2 separate regions of the Macaca mulatta genome follow, and region 1 is linked to region 2. Evidence: chromatin contacts called from public Hi-C data. All regions are on one chromosome and are shown on one strand. The core of a region is the stretch at or near the end of the contact, and the rest is flanking DNA. Distances in the headings are between cores, read along the strand shown.

What was found. Hi-C and Micro-C count contacts between places; a contact is called where the count stands out from the background.
Region 1: a Hi-C map of fetal cortex germinal zone shows a contact between it and region 2, with 3 times the contacts expected there. The contact joins the promoter of GPR176 here to the promoter of FSIP1 in region 2. A contact is called at or near these places in 5 of 14 Hi-C or Micro-C datasets (blood, cortical neurons, fetal cortex germinal zone and 2 more).

The regions. Positions count from the first base shown.
Region 1 is chr7:17,232,183-17,234,882 of T2T-MMU8v2.0, forward strand. GPR176 (G protein-coupled receptor 176) reads right to left here and starts at 1,274. Exons shown (of 3, transcript NM_001266154.1): 1 at 509-1,274. The coding sequence starts at 680.
Region 2 is chr7:17,093,480-17,096,179 of T2T-MMU8v2.0, forward strand. It overlaps FSIP1 (fibrous sheath interacting protein 1), which reads right to left and starts at 1,424. Exons shown (of 12, transcript XM_001092473.5): 1 at 1,222-1,424.

The DNA of each region.
Region 1 (2,700 bases), core at 24-2,523, 140 kb after region 2:
CAGGTCGGTGTTCTGAAGAAGCACGCCGTAAAACATGCACAGAATAAGGGTCTATCAAAATAATCGTATATATTATTATTTCGATATATATATGGAAAGATGGGATGGCAAAACATCTTTAACAGAATGGGTAACACTCCTTTCAATCATCAGTAACAAATTCCCACAGGATCTTTATTCCTCGCTATTTGTAAACAAGAGCTGAAGCCAGCCGGGCACCCAGGAGCGTTCCGCGAGGGCCATCTGAGGAGGGGGACCCCCGCCTGGATCCCGCTCCATCCTCGGGCCACGAGGAAGCCCTGTTGGAACTCTTCTGCTCCCGCGTGGAGGCTGGAGTCCACCGTCCCCGCTTAACTACACTGCAGCTACCCGGGATCCTTAAGCCTCCTCCAACTCTGCACTTTGCCAGGCACCCGAAACCCACGGTGGCTGGGCGGCCCTGCTCCCGGCTCTCCGAGCCTGTACCCTCGGGGAGGCCCGGGCCGGAGGCACCCCGCGGGAGGCTTACCGAGCAGCGAGCCTATGAAGATGACGACCTGCACGGTGGTGGTGAACTGGCGGTACAGCTGCGCCTCGCCGAACTTCCCGAGCGCGCTGCGGTTCACGCCAGCAGCCTCGGCGCCGGACGCGTTGTGCGGCTCGCTGGCGTTTGGAGAGATCCAGCTCCCGTTATGTCCCATGGCGAGGCTGAGACTCCGGCTCCGCGCGCCGCCCGCCTCGGAGCCCCGCGCGGAGCCTCTCCTCCTCCGGGTGAGGAGGGACGCGCGGGCGCCTGGTGGAGTCCTGGAGGAGCCGGGGCAGCCGACGGGTCCCCTCACGTCTCCACATCGCCAACCCCGGCGCCCAGGAGGCGGGGAGGGAGGGAGGAGCGGCTGCGCCCCATGCCCACTCCCTCCTGGATCCCCGTCAGCAGCCACATGAAGGCAGCACGGTCAGAGCCCGCCGAGCGTCGTCCGTCCCTCCTCCAGGGTGGTCAGCGTGGCCCAGCCCACTCGGCAGGAATGGAAACACAGAAGGAGGCATTCGATGCTCAAGGAGGGCGCTCTCCGCTCCCGCTGCCTCCTTCAACCGCGGGTCCTCCGCCCCCCGAGGGCTAGGGCATCCCTCTCCAGTCCCCTCGGGCTGACGCACTGGGCCCCTCTCCTCAGCGGGAGGAGAACGTTTGGCCGAAGCTATTTTTCAGTCCTGCTGGCTTCGAAGCTGGATGGCGATGTGAAGCCAACGAAATGCCCACGCCGAGTGGCCGGAGCCACGAGGGGACCCCCGAGTGCCCGACAGCGCCCATGGCTTGGGCGGAAAGCCCTGAGTGCCCACAGCAGCCTGGCCCTGCGCGCCCAGCCTCCCGACAAGACGCCCGTGCTGGGTCCTGCTTCCCAGCCCCTCACTGGGGGCTCCGACCTCCTGCCTCAGCACCGGCAGCGGGGACCCCGTTCCGCAGCGCCTTTTTGCCTCTGCATGGCTGGGCGCCCCCTTTCCTATCCCCCTTCGGGCCCTCGGCCGCTAGAACAGAGCTTGACAGCCAGGCGGGGAAGAGGGAGGACGCCCCCAGCGGGGCAGTGGCACCGTCTGCGCGGCTGCTAGACTCTTGGTGCGCGCCTGGGGCAGCCGGGGACGCGCGGCTGGCGAGGATGGTCACGTGGCACTCGCGGCCTCGCCTCTCGCGCCCAGGCTGCCGCGGGGAGGGCGCCATCTTGGCCCCGCGGAGCGTGACTGTCTCGGCTGGAAGCGTGGGTGGCCGGAGGATCCGTGACTGGCTGTCGTGGACACGCTCGCTACACCTCCCGGAGCTTCGTTCCATTTACTATTAACTGTCGTTACTTCTCTGTATCTCGTCAGCAGGGGCTGCCTGCGGTCTTAGAATTACACGTCCCTGCCACCTGGGCAGGAAGCCCAGTCTCCCGGCCCCTCAGTCAGGCCTTGGGTGTAGCTGGAGCATTTAAGAAAAATGAAATATAGAAACTCAGTGCATGGTTTTCTGGGCCTTTTTATTGAATATCATTTGTAAAATGTACACAATATAACCCAGGCCTAGTGGATTCCAGGACAGAAAAGGTTGGGAGCTGGGATAGTCAAGTAAACAAGAAGAAATAGTAAAGTAAGAGATGCCAAGTGGGAGAGGAAACTGTATGGATGCAGAGAGAGGATCTGGGGTAAAGAGAAAAAAGATGCATGGTCGACTTTATGGAAACTCATTTCTTTTTAATAAGTGAAGTACATGGTAGAAGACTTTGACATGTTGATTATGGGACTGGGACAAAGGACAGTAACTCAAGAATTGATTAAAATTACAGTTATTCCTTGGTTGCCCCAAGGATGGTCCTGGTATAATATGGCTATTTCCTTTTCACTGGTAACCCTTATTTACTCTTGAAAGGGTAAAAAAATCCGTGTCTTGTACATATTTGGAGTCTCACAATATCTTCACATAGTAATCTATGTGAGAATTATTTTAAACATTTTGGAGACCGAAAAGGGGAGAGAGAAAAAGACAGAAAATTACTAATTACACTAATTGTATTTTTCCCCCAAGAACGCCATTACCAGTGGTTAACATTGGTTCCAAGAGTCCAAATATAGTTTTCAAGATGAAACCCTTTACACTATAATCATTAGAAACCAAAAATTATAATAATTCACCAACATCCAGCATACTCATTGAGGAAGGGTTGAAGAATGTGTGTAAATAGAGTTGCTTGATAA
Region 2 (2,700 bases), core at 174-2,673:
TGATTGGTCCGTTTTTACAGAGTGCTGATTGGTGTGTTTACAAACCTTTAGCTAGACATAGAGTGCTGATTGGTGCATTTTTACAGAGTGCTGATTGGTGCATTTACAATCCTTTAGCTAGACACAGAGCACTGATTGGTGTGTTTACAATCCTTTAGCTAGACAGAAAAGTTCTCCAAGTCCCCAACCAACCCAGAAGCCCAGCCGGCTTCATCTCTCACTATTAGCAACATAAAGGAACAAACAACAGATACACAGAACATGAGTGAATAGCATGATGCATGATGCTAAGCTGAAAGAAACCTGATTCAAAAGGCCACAGGGTGTTTGTTTCCATCAATATGACAGTCTGGAATGGGCAAAATTACAGGAACAAAAAACTAAGTGGTTGCCAGCAATAGGGTTAGGGGAGGGGTTAACTACAAAGAGCACTAGGGAATTTGGGGTTCATGACGAAACTTCCATATTCTGATTGTGGTGGCTGGTAATTACATAACTGTATGCATTTGTCAAAACTCATAGAACTTTAGATTAAATGGGTGAGGCTTACCATAAGTTATACCTCAATTGTAAGTTAATATCTTTGTGCCAATATTTCTTTAGCTATGGTAATACATCCATAAAATAAATTAGAATTGCTGAGTCAAAGAACAATTATGTTTCAAATTTTGGTAGTTCGCCAAATTGTACTCCAAAAAGGCTGCACCAAATTACACTACTTCCCCAACAGTGGACTGGGGCCCATCTGATTATGTCAAAGTTGTTTCATCTTCTCCAGTCTGAGAGGTGTAAAAGGTATCTGTGAATTTGGTTTACATTTCTTCACGAGAAAAGTTGAGTCTCTAATCAATTGTTTGCTGTTTGCATCTTTTTATTTTACCTGTGAAATGCCTATTTGCATCCTTTACCGTTTAGGGTCTAGTTTAAATGGCTGGTGATCAGTTATAGATCTTGGTGGGAAGATCTAGATCTCGGGAAAGTGGAAGCCTTGGTTGGTTACAGGTCCTAATGTTAGGTGATTCCTGGAGAAACAGCCTCCGCGGAGGCAGAAGCCCTTGGGGCCCCGCCCCCAATAAGCCCGCCCCCGCCCTCTCATTGGCCATGTCCGCTCTCACTGACAGTCCATCTACGAGCCAAGCGGCCCGATGCACCTCCACCCCGCCCACTCCTCGGCGCACCGCCCCGCGACCGAGCTCCGCCCTCGTCTGCGCGGCCCCTCACCTTCTCGCCGGGCCTCCTCGAGGAACTGGCCGCCGGCAGTCAGAGCGCAGACGGCCGCAGAAGCGCGCCGCCGACACTCGCCGAGCCAGCCACTTCCCCACAGAGAAGAGGGATCTCTCCCGCCACCTCAGCCTCTCTGGTGGTGGAAGAAGCCGCCAGTTCAAAGCCCTCCCGCCCGTAGCACCGCTGTTTCTCTGGCAACCAGATGCGCGACGCTTGCGGTCTCGCGATAGGGGAAAGGGCTGTACCATCCGGAAATGGGACGGGGGCCGGCTGCTGCTGGAGGTCCGCGAGCTGGGCGGCCTGGGTGTGTCCCTCCGTCTTCGCGGCCGACCGTGGGCGTGGGGAGCGATTTGTTCGTCTTTAGGTTGGATTCGGAATGGGGACGTCTGAATGCTTGTGTATCTCTGTCCCTCAGGTTGCTGTGATGCCTTACAGGTCAGCTATTCTCTCCGAGCAGTTTCCCCCTCCGCAAAATGGGAACAATAATAATTCTCTTCTCACAAGACTTGTGCAACTCAAAAAGACCATGTATGTGAAGCTCTAGTAAATTTGGGGTGCTATGGAAATTTTAAAAATATTCGTTTTGCACAGATTTGGCTACAGTCCAAAAAGTTATAATTGCTTGTTGCACCTTCTTTCATTTCTCAGTTCCTCTAATTCTCAGTGCACGAAAATTATTTCCCTACGTCCACAAACTGATTTTCCTCACCTCCAGTGCCATCAGATTTCTCCTGCTTCCCAGCACGTTACCGTTTACAGAGCATTTTCGCATTCATGGCTCCTTTGTCCTCATTGTTTTAACTAGATAAGATGTGGTTTTCTTCAGCGAAGCAAATAGTCATAGGTTGAGTTGCCGAAAGAACACAGCTGCGGTCTAGGCCAGTGCTGGATATTAAAAACCTGGCTGTAAATGTCTTCCCTATGCTCCTGAATCCTGCATCTTATCACCAGCCCAGACTTCCCTGAACTCCAGACTCCTTTACCTAACTGCCTATTTGACATATCCACTTAGATGTGTAAACATCTCAAACTTAACACAGGAAAAAACAACTTCTCCAGAGTCCCCACCCACTCTATCCATCTCAGCAAATGGTAATTTCATCCTGTCATGCCTAAACCAAAAACCTTGGAGTTGTCCTCAATTCCTCTTCCTCTCACACTTTACAGTCAATTCGTCCTATCAGCTCAGCATTCAGAATATATCCAGAATCCAAACACTCGTCAGAAGTTCAGTGCTTCCATTCAGGTCCACGCAGACATCATCTCTGAATGATAAGGCTTTCCGTTGGCTCTCTGACCTCCACTCCTACCTACTGCTTCCCGTGGTAAACCTGGTTCCAGCCTCACTGTCCTCATTGTTAGTGTTTCTGTGCAGGGATTTCTTCCCAGCATTTCTCAGGGAATTTATGTGGCTTTCCAAATCTCAAAAGAAAAAAAGTTGCAAAATGAAGAAAAAAGGAGAAAGTATCCTAATTC